Linked DNA regions of Bombyx mori: region 1 is linked to region 2. The links are chromatin contacts, called in public Hi-C maps. All regions are on one chromosome and are shown on one strand. The core of a region is the stretch at or near the end of the contact, and the rest is flanking DNA. Distances in the headings are between cores, read along the strand shown.

Region 1 (5,654 bases), core at 1,553-4,052, 35 kb after region 2:
CACCTATAGACGTGTATATAATATTAAAAATATAGAGATTCATTCATAAAGGACGGAAATTAGGCGAATACAATGATCCTTTCTTTTGTTCTATAAACAATAAAGGTTACAAACTAAATCGTTAGATATGAAGACTTAGATTAATAAAATCATTACATAAATATTGCTTAAAGTAAAATGTATTTTATCGTCTTATGAATACAGTACGTAGTTTAGAAACTAAAATAACACGCTCTGATAGTAAGCCGAAGTGTAAATTCAAGTAGATTTTTTTTAAATCTAGTACTTCTACTCAGGGTATTAGGCCAAAGTAATAAAATTATCGTATTGTCGTCGGTCCTTGATACGTACGTAAAATTATAAGTTAATCAAACGTCTTGAGTACTGGTGTAATTCACTACGTTGAAAGACTCCGCTTGCTACATACGACACAGGTTAAGCTAAATGTGTATTAAAAACAGAAAAAAAAACTCATTTTCCGCAAATGAAGTCTCTTATTTATTAGGTAAAAATAAAACGGCCCTGCAGACAATAATAAGAAAATTAAGAATAAAATCAATATAATTATTCTCGTGTTTGTAGACGTTTCAAATTAAATAATTTTATTTCAAGTATATTTCCCTGTTTTGAGGATGGTTAATGACAAAAGATCATCGACCGAGTGAATGATATTGCTCAGTAGATCAACGGTCCGGATTTAGTTGTTCGGAACTTTTATATAAGCAAGCTTATTTTGAAAATGTCGTAAGTGAGATTCACAGTTTGCATCAAAGATTTAGCGTGTATTTATTACGACCAAAGGGACAGCTTCGTCAAATGTAAACATTTGAAATCAAATTAAATATCTATATTTTGATTTGGGCTAAACTGAAGCAATATCATGGCACTAAATACATTTAGCAATTGTTGTACGAAAAATAAAAAACTTAATTCAAGTAAAAATTTTGAAAGGTTTTGGTGAAAACTGTGTTGAAAACATGTTTTAAAAAAACAATTCACGTAGCTTCTGAGCATTAGTAAGCTGTAGGTATTGCAAGTAAATTAAATACATTTTTAAGAATATCTTACTTAAACTATTTACCTTATTTTCGCTAACCAAGAATTCAATTTATGTCAGCTATTTTTTTTTCTGTTCGCATAATTATAACCCTTATAACATTGTGCACTAAACTTAAAATGCTAAATCTTTCATTAGAATGAGTAGTCTTCAATTTTAAACATACCTCCTCTGGTATTTTCGAATACTCGCATTATCATTTCAGATCTATTTAATATTTAGCAGCAAAAAAAATATGTGACTTCACTTATGGCAATACTTCAACAATTGATCGGACAGTACAAAGATTTCTGAAAATACACGTTTTTTTTGGAGATTCTTATGGCCTGGTAACGAGTCCTTTAAGCCAAGTCTAATATTTTCCTCTTATATTCTATTATAACAAGAAGCTTCTATTATAACTTCTTGTTATGCGAAACGAGATGAAGTTGATCAATTTAAGACTCTTCAATTGGGATGAAATTAAATGAATCGAGACGAGATAGCATTAAATAAAATCTTAGTAAAACGGTGATTATTTACAGACATTTTCCTTTGACCTTTTGGAAGAATCCGAGAAGCTACGTCCAAATGGCTTTGTTTATTTGTGTACTTTCACAGATGCTAAACAGTTAATAAACCACCGTTATTACACATTGAAACGTGAAGAAACACTAATTTAAAAAAGAAAACAATTTACACAATTTCGCTCTTCGCGTTCCCGCCAAAAGTCCAATGTACATAATAATATACGAGTGTATGTATTTAAAGTTGTGAATACCGAATATTTGTTTTAAATAGATTGCGCGTCAACGTCTTCTCCGTAGTCCAAGTCGTCATACGTGAGTTCTTCATCGATAGCATTAATCGAAGTTTCCTTCCCACCCGGGCAGGCAAGACACCTGGAAAGATAACACAAAACATTTTAATTGATTTGTTTATTAAGCTCGTTATTTTTACTTCACAATATATCTATATATTAATACGTGAAGCAAAAACTTTGTATCCCTTTTTACGAAAATTGCGCGGACGGAGAAGTATGAAATTTTCTACACTTATAGAGACTATAGAGAAGTGCACAATGCTAATATTTTTTTTAAATAATGCAAAAAAGATACATTAAATCAATAAAGAAAACATTACACACACTACCATGTATTTGACACACACATTCTTGACGTCTGTGGTCAAATTGAGAATAGATTAAATATTGTTTGTCTTTATTAATATTTTTCTATAGTGTAGTCTTGGCGTTGAAAATACAATCATAATAGTGTACAAACTTATAATTCAAATTAATTATAGTCGAATTTTGACTACTGCGGGACCTCTAGTATATAATAAAAACTCATGTTTTAAGGTGCGTGGCATTTACATTGTTAATGTCTATGGACTTTGGTAGCCGCTTAACACCAGATTGGCTGTGAGTTCGTCCACCTATGTAATAAAAAAGTGTGTATGCATATAATCCCTTATCAATAGGAGTTTGGTACTGTCATAGGTATGGTAAAGCGAAGTTGACTTCTAAAATGTTGGGAATTCTCAACAGAGCACAGCTATATGATTGTGACGCTTGGACATAAGCTTTGATTGATAAAGCACTATTCCTCGGCTCCCAAATACTAGCTCTTTGATATAATATAGGGGCGAGGGGCGTTCGAATTATCTATAATCCCGTTTTTATCAATCATGTGGACCCTATGGTAGACCCAGACCACAGACAGAAAGGAACTTCGGTTCTCTCTGTACCGTATGTTTCACGGGGACTTGTTCTAAGGACTGTCCGAGGTAATCCTTTTTACTGTCGAACCACCCGCCTCCCCTATTGCATTGTATCGGTATGGCATTGTTAGTGTCCATGGACAACGGTGGTCACTGTCCAACCGAAGAACCAATCTAACGGTCACCATCACATAGGTAACACCGCCGTCTGTAATAACACCCATAAAACGTTACATAAAAAATCGGATCAAATATATCGATATAGTTCAGGTTTGAAAACGAGTCTTTTAATAATTGAAGACGTAATGATATTTTTTTTAATGAACAATTCCGATCACAATGACACAACCATTGATGAAATAATAAAATTTGCAATAATCCGTCTAAATTACCCCCATAATCTAAATGAGTTAAGTACGCATTGCATTACAAAAATAATTGATATCTGCCTGCGGGATTCGAACATCGGTAAAGTCGAGTCACTCGATATGAATGCACCGGACGCCTTATCCTTTAGGCCACGACGATATAAGCGCGAGTTGTTTATTGTACTGAGTATTTAATTGATTGGTTGAATTTACTAAGTATATATTCTATAAATACAGTATAATAATATTCAATATAAAGTACAAACAAAATAAAAATCTTTATGTACTTTGGAATCACAAGACTATCTTCGTATCTGACATACTAGTCTAGTCGACAAGTTAAAAATGGTGTTAATTCGACATACTACTGCTAAAATTATGTGGTTTAGCTCATTCGATTCGGAATAATGTCTAGACCATTGTGCTAAAAAATTGAATTAGCACATAAAAAATTCCAAAAGTTATTAACAATTAAACACCTTCAAAAAATAGCGTTTCGTTTATGGCTTATTGTCCGTAAACTATAAACATTTTCGAAATTTGAAAAAAAGATCCTTAAAGAGGAGGAAATTTAGTAAAAAAAAGTTCCAACTCCCGGAACTGTAGCTCCATTATTTATAATTTTAATTTAACGCTGAAAATAGCCCGCCGCGCGCCATTGTTAGGTTGCGCGCACGGCATCGAAAGCGAGTACGTCACTTAAAAAATTTTTTTTCAAGTACTTAAAGTTAATTGAAACATCTAAAAAAAATATTGCATAATCTAAACACTTTAGAAAATTTATTCCCGTTGGAATTTTTTATAAAAACATATTTTTCAATATTCTAGACGATTGTTAATTAAGAAAAATTTTTCCAATTTCCATCATCCTTCTAAACTAAAAAAAATGTTTAAATAATTACCTTAAAATTATTTCGCTTCGTGGACCTCTTCTTATAAATATATTAAACAAGATTGCGTCGTCTAAGTTATGAAATTGTTAATATTTTGTTAATAATAATTTTTTTAAGTTAACAAAAAAGAAAAAGAACAATTATGTTGTAAAGAATTTTTTTTTCTTTATTTATTATTATATTTTCGTTTTTATTATATATTTTATTATATAGTATATATTTTATTAAAAGATGTCTCTTATTGACATAAAAACGAAAATATAATAGTAAATAAAGAAAAAAACATTCTTTACAACATAATTGTTCTTTTTCTTTTTTGTTAACTTAAAAAAATTATTATTAACAAAATATTAACAATTTCATAACTTAGACGACGCAATCTTGTTTAATATATTTATAAGAAGAGGTCCACGAAGCGAAATAATTTTAAGGTAATTATTTAAACATTTTTTTTAGTTTAGAAGGATGATGGAAATTGGAAATTTTTTTCTTAATTAACAATCGTCTAGAATATTGAAAAATATGTTTTTATAAAAAATTCCAAAGGGAATAAATTTTTTAAAGTGTTTAGATTATGCAATAATTTTTTTAGATTTTTCAATTAACTTTAAGTACTTGAAAAAAATTTTTTTAAGTGACGTACTCGCTTTCGAGGCCGTGCGCGCAACCTAACAATGGCGCGCGGCGGGCTATTTTCAGCGTTAAATTAAAATTATAAATAATGGAGCTACAGTTCCGGGAGTTGGAACTTTTTTTTACTAAATTTCCTCCTCTTTAAGGATCTTTTTTTCAAATTTCGAAAATGTTTATAGTTTACGGACAATAAGCCATAAACGAAACGCTATTTTTTTAAGGTGTTTAATTGTTAATAACTTTTGGAATTTTTTATGTGCTAATTCAATTTTTTAGCACAATGGTCTAGACATTATTCCGAATCGAATGAGCTAAACCACATAATTTTAGCAGTAGTATGTCGAATTAACACCATTTTTAACTTGTCGACTAGACTATACTGGTGGTAAGACCTCTTGTGAGTCCGCACGGGTAGGTACCACCACCCCGCCTATTTCTGCCGTGAAGCAGTAATGTGTTTCGGTTTGAAGGGTAGGGGCAGACGTTGTAACTATACTGAGACCTTAGAACTTATATCTCAAGGTGGGTGGCGCATTTACATTGTAGATGTCTATGGGCTCCAGTAACCACTTAACACCAGACGGGCTGTGAGCTCGTCCACCCATCTAAGCAATAAAAATAAACATACTAGTGTTTTGTTAACTTTCAAATAAAAATGTAAGAGAGTTCCGTAAAATGTATTTATAATATTTTTTCTATCTACAATACTGGTATTCCGATTCATAGATTACGAGGAGAACATTTGTAATTTCATATTAATTATAACATTTCTTTGTAAGATTCAAGTAATACCGATAAACAAAATGATGTCATAATAAATTAATATGCAATAAATGTGTTTAAAATAATATTAATTCGCAACACACCTGAGCGTAATCCGATCCCGTGTGCAGATGCGAGAACGTTAGGTCGGCCTTGTGCCGCAGGTGGCCGTAATGGGCTTATTTAATATGCGAGGAAGTTTTGTTGGAGATACAAACATGAAAAAAGCTCGCATTTCTT
Region 2 (6,211 bases), core at 839-3,338:
ATCTTTATATGAATAAGGCAAATCATTTCCCAGCAATATGTTGGTGACGAAACGATACGAAAAGAAGGATGGGTAATTTGATGAATACCGAATTCAATAGACTTACCATAGCTTGGTAGGTAGCCGTTCAGGGTATCCTTTGCCGCAATGCTGCTCTTTTAGCACCTAGCTAATAAGACATACCTGCCAAGCTTATTTCACCGGTTCGTCTCAGGATTGGGGTTCTTCTTGGGCAATAGGTCGTGTTTATCTTGACTTTAAGATAGCGTGATAATGCCAACAACGAAATACATCCCATTGCTCGTTACACAGTTTTAAGATACCGCTTCCAAATGACAGTTTTGCATTATGTAACATTTTCTTTTATTTGTAAGTGGGTACTTCAAAATGAGTAATCACTGAAGAGCTCGTTAGCCTAAGAGCTTACAAATTAGAAAACTATACCATGGCTTCCAAATATTAGAAACTTTCTAGGATCATTATCTACATTATAAATACTATTATTTAACGGGTTCATCCCACGAATTTTAGTTAGTTTCTGATATTTCGGCAGTGTCGCAAGCAATAGGATCACGGGTAGCCCTGTCTAGCAATCTATATGTACATATGTTATATAAACTGTTACGGCTTGATCTCGCGTTATTTATTTTTTTAATTCATATTATTTCAGTCCGATGACTGATTATCTGTGATCACGTAAACTGTAGTGTTTGAAACGTTGGAAGTTAATACTACGTTATAAGAATATTAGGAAAGTAGGTTTGGTTCCACACTGTCTCAAGTGATAGGGTCGTAGAACTCGTAGATTCAGTAGATGTACATGAGACAAAAAAAAACACGTATTTAGTTTTATTCACTCACTACTTAATTGTTTCTATTTTGGTATTAGCACTCTTTTGACCTTTTATCGTTATACAGAAAACCTTTTAAATAATAATTGTTTGAAACTACTATTGTTGTATGTGTCATTGAACTGTATTTCCATTTTGTTTTATTAATGTAGTTAGCATTTTGGATAGTTCAAAGCTTTATTTAGACGCAGTCGCATTTCTCAACGTTCGACAGTAGCTTCGTCGTCTATTTATACCGTTCACCATCGTTATATAATAAATACGAAATAAACATAAGTCAGTCGAAAACAACATATATATTTATAGACGAACAGAACTGTGTCAAGTACAGCTTCAGTTGTTTTTGAACAATAAATTTTGTATGATAATCCAAGCTCTTAATACCAAAACGTTTATATGGCAAGTAATATTTGTTTTCAAAAAAAAAAAAAAATGCTATAAATGATAATGCTTTAATAATTATGCAAAGCTTATCTTAAATTGACGATTTTATATACGAATTGAAATTCAGTTGAGTTAGTATAACTTCTTAATACCTTATGAGATATACATAATGTAGACTTAGCTTCCAAAGCCAAGAAATAAATACACAGATAGCAATTAATAGCTCACTTAATTCTGTATTGCTTTATTTGTAATTTCGCTAGTACAATCTTCAGATATCTGCTCACTACGGAATACACTGCTTTCTCTCCCGTTTTTTTAGACTACCGCCTTTTTTATTATATCACGTCCCCACTACTGTCATTGAACCAACAGTGTTGCTAGTTGGCAATCCGAAAGTTGCCTTAACTTTAACATGATAAATTTTATTTTAATTACTTTACAACAAACCTTACACTAATATGATGGCTGTTTGTTTTATATATACCTTAATTCCTAAAGCTTCTGCACGAATTTTTGTTGATTTTATCTTTGAAACGGAAACCCATGATTGCTTCACTCCGGAAATTGGCTCGAAGATGTTATCACTGAGAGTCCAGATAAAATTTATTAGTTATAGCACTCCGTTCTACCACCAGTTCCTGATGTGCAAGTCTTCTCAAAAATTCTTCGAATTGCTCAAAATATATACCATATTATGCCTGCAAGAATTTCAAGATAACATTGAAAGCTTATATTTGTCTTCTCCAATTTTATTATTAACAATTCTATAATAACTACTGATTAGTCGTATAGCGCGCATTGTAATTGTCTTTCTCGAAACAAGATAAATGGGTAATTTACGGTCTTTAACAATCGACACATTTAGAGCTGTGAAGTTGATAAATAAAACAAACTATTGTGATTAAATAAGTTCATGCGATAACGCTGAGTCGAAGTATTCCAGAATTTGTGTTGCAACACGGCTTTGTGTTGGGTAGATCTGCTACTTCAATATACAGAACGATGGAAGAAGTCTTAAATGGTACAAGAAGTTCTAGAAATTCTCTCATAATCAGGGCGGAGTGGAGCTTGTACACATTGGATCTTTAACAAAAATGGTCTTGAATCGGAGATCTAACCCAGATTAAGTATATTCGCAGAAGTAATGTTATTCGGAAATGTGCCTTAAAGATCAACTTAACTAGCTTGTTAGTTCTTTAACGTAAATCTAATTCATATTTAATAAAATTGCCTCACATAGCAGATAGAATCGACTGTCATTGTGATAGAAAAGATTTAGGAGAAAAACAGGCTGGAATATTTCATAATAAAATTTATCAATGAAGGAACATGTTTGAGAAAGATCTTAAACAGGCGTTGCATACAGGTCGTTTTAAGTCGATCACTCGGAAAAATCTGTCAAGGTCTGGGATAGCTTAAGACGTGTAGAGTCTAATGTGATGATGTGAGCTTTACAGCAAGCACTTGTTTTACATATACACATCACATGTAATTATGCAACGCATCTAATAATATGCAGCCGATGATGTATCACGACACTTCTCGCTGCATTTGGCAAAGGCGTCGCGGCTGTTACCTCTTAGCGCTTGGCAGCCGTGTGCTGTGCTGCCATTCAATGACACATTGGTTCATTTTTACAATCCATTCATACCTGCAACGCTTTAGCTCTAGACGTTATTCAACTGATATCAAAACAGATGGTTTCCCAATCCGCTACTTCTACAATCAGACGCAACCCACTTAGTTTTTCACCGGATCTTCTCAGCGGGTCTCGATTCCGGTCTGGTGGTAGATTCAGCCAAACAATGCCCTTAATAGGGCTAGTGTTAGCAACTTCACCAGGCTGAGCCCCAAGAACTCGCCTTCACGTTCGGAAAATCTAGTATAACCCTACTTACTAGAATAGGTAGGCAAAAAAAGTCATTACTATAGGCTATCTGAATAGAAATGGAAAGAACGCAACGGATCACCTTGAACCGTGAGGTCGAATTGAAATGCATTGTTTTGTATGTTTCGGGGTAGAAACCCCGCTCACTAGAATAGGTAGGCCAAAAAAGTCATTACATATCTGAATAGCAAAAGAAAATAATGCAATGGATCACCTTGAACCGTGAGGTCGAATTGAAATGCATTGTTTTGAATGTTTCGCTGTAGAAATTGGCAGCATGTTAGAAACTACACAATTTGTTTTCATTGAAAGAATTTTCACTCGCTTCTGACTTTCGCTTGATTCAAGGAACCTAGTATCTCAAAGGCAACCGCTTCACGAATGCATTTACCACCGAATCGGAATCGTATCCCGCTGAAATTTTCCGGCGACAAATTAGCCGGCTGATGCTGTGGGTTAAGTGATGTTTCGAGGTCTTCGACCAGCTCATTGGATACGGTGATCCAGCACAAAGCTGCTGCAACACCGAGAGGGGATCGTTACCGTTCTCATCGAACCCGTCGCTTGTGACGAAGGGTTCGGCGAGTAAACTAGCCTATAGACCTAGTCCACTGAGTTTCTCGCCGGATCTTCTCAGTGGGTCGTGTTTCCGATCCGGTGGTAGATTCTGCGAAGCACGGCTATGGCTAGGGCCAGTGTTAGCAACGCCTCCTGGTTTGAGCCACGAGAGCCCACTTACACGCTAGGGTAACTCTGTTTTAGCCTCTCAAGGCTAACAACATAGGTAGGAATAAAAAGAGGGGATCAGTTGGATCGAATAGAAATTTCTAAGACCTTTATGTCCTGAGAGGCTATTTCAGCTTCTCCTTGACGTTCAACTAATCAACTAACTAATCAATAATTAATAGACATACATACGCAAATCCAAAAAAGTTGAATATCTCTTCTGTTTATCAAACGATTTTCCTTTTTTTAACTAGCTTCAAAAAGGGTGGAAGTTCTCAATTCGACTGTTTTTTTTATGTCGGTTAACTCAGAATTTTGTTGTGAACCGATTTCGATGTTGCTTTTTGATTTCAAACTCGGTATAACACACAAAACGAAACTAAACCTTTCAGTGTGTTTATGCTCATGTTTATACTATAACGGTAATTCTCGTTTTTTCCTTTCGAGAACGGTCTCTTTACATTTGATTCCAAAATCATCAGGGTCAATAGCCAGATAGCAATATTTTTTTTTAATTGCTTTTGTATGCAGACGGGCATACGGCCCGCCTGACGGTGAGTGGTTACCGTCGCCCATGGACTTCAGCAATGCCAGGGGCAGAGCCAAGCCGCTGCCTACCGCTTAATACTCTCCACAAGCCTCGTTTGAAGAAGGACATGTCATAGCGCTCGGGAAACACCGTGGAGGGGAGCTCATTCCATAGCCGGATGGTACCTACGTGGCAAAAAAATTTATACTAATTACAATTAATATATCTGTTGTAATTATAACGATAATTTATTTTTATTTCAAGCAGCATACGACTACTAATAGTGCCTAATTAAAATTACTTTTACAGCTTAAACTTTGAATTTGTAAATTGTGCTAACTTAATATTAAAGTCCACTGAGTTCCTCACCGGATCTTCTCAGTGGGCTGCGTTTCCGATCCGGTGGTAGATTCTGCGAAGCACTCCTCTTGCTAGGGCCAGTGTTAGCAACACTCCCGGCTTGAGCCCCGTCAACTCACCTACATGTCAAGGAGAAGCTGAAATAGCCTTTCAAGGCTATCAGCATAGGTAGGAAATAATAATAATAATAATAATATGCAAACGTTGACGAACCACAATAGTCGCCCATGATTACGAAAAATGTAAAGTATTCGAATTGTCGCAAATAATATAATACACAACAATAAAAAAAAACACGAGATTAAATCGTAAAATTAGTTTTAATTACATCTAAAGACTAGCAAAAACCGAAGAAAACATTGTACGAATATGGCCATTTAAGCTTACTAAAGACAATGTATCCGAAATTATGGTCTGTGCCTTTGCCTTGATAAAGTAAACTGTTGTTTATGTAATTAGGGCTTAGGCTCTCATGGCCGACTATTTAAAAACAACATATTACCTTATAAGGTTGCGTGATAACAAGGTAACTGATAATTTTGAGGTTCAATTTATCTTTCGAATATTACCATAACATTGGTTACCTATTTAGCGTTGTTGGAAAATATGTTGCTTTGTACGCATTTGTATTAGATGCGCTCCTCTGGGTAAATAAATATACTAAGTATCTTCAGTTTTCGGGAGTCGTAGATATAATTAAAACTACTTTTAAGGATTAATAGACGACGAACGAGGTCCGTCACTGAGAAAAGTGTGAAGTCGAAAAATCGGAAATAATAGAACGACATTAAAAAAACAAGAGATTAAACCGTAAAAATAAATAAATAATAAATAAATATTTACTAACAATCACGCCACGTTAACTGGTCCCGTGGTAAGTTCGTAAAGAACTTGTGTTACAGGTACCAGATAACGGAAAAGATTTTTATTATACACATACATAAATTTAAGGTACATCCATAACCATGGAAAAGACATTTATATATTTATCATACAAATATCCTCCCTTGGCGGGATTCGAACCCGCGACCCCTTGTGTAGTAACCATGTCACTCACCACTACACCAGACGGCCGTTAAATAGTTTTAATTTTAAATAAAAATAGTTTTGAAAATAATTCAAACAAACTTACATCAGCTACCTACACGTAAATTATATAAATTACATACACGCAAATCACATTCGAAACATAAAACCCAAGACTATTCGTCTGTTCATCTTAATGCAAGCGTTTTTATAAACCTGGCCTTCGCAAGTTCTATTTCATTATTACATTATTTAATTGAAGTAGGTATTATATTACTTTTTTATAGTCATTTTTAATTAAAATTGTATGTTTCTTTACATATTCATTACGTAATGCTTAAGACTAATTTAGACCACAGGCTAGATAGTTAATGTTTAATTACATTTGATGTCTCTAAGTAACTTGTTTTTTTTTTTTAGTTTAGTGTCTGTTTGAGTTAATTA

The links. A called contact is a pair of places that touch in the nucleus more often than the background predicts.
Region 1: a contact with region 2 is called in a Hi-C map of whole pupa, with 8 times the contacts expected there. The contact joins two enhancer-like sites. A contact is called at or near these places in 2 of 7 Hi-C or Micro-C datasets (both in whole pupa).

The regions. Positions count from the first base shown.
Region 1 is chr19:5,188,264-5,193,917 of ASM3026992v2, forward strand. It overlaps LOC101736248 (protein twisted gastrulation), which reads right to left. Exons shown (of 5, transcript XM_004933371.5): 5 at 1-1,938. The coding sequence ends at 1,830. Among protein-coding and RNA genes, the nearest start is that of LOC101736248, 8.9 kb to the right of the region's middle. Within about 2 kb of position 2,803, at least 4 of the 8 cell types and tissues checked have open chromatin away from gene starts, as enhancers often do.
Region 2 is chr19:5,154,338-5,160,548 of ASM3026992v2, forward strand. All of the region lies in intron 1 of Hnf-4 (hepatocyte nuclear factor 4), which reads right to left. Among protein-coding and RNA genes, the nearest start is that of LOC134200666, 12 kb to the right of the region's middle. Within about 2 kb of position 2,089, at least 2 of the 8 cell types and tissues checked have open chromatin away from gene starts, as enhancers often do.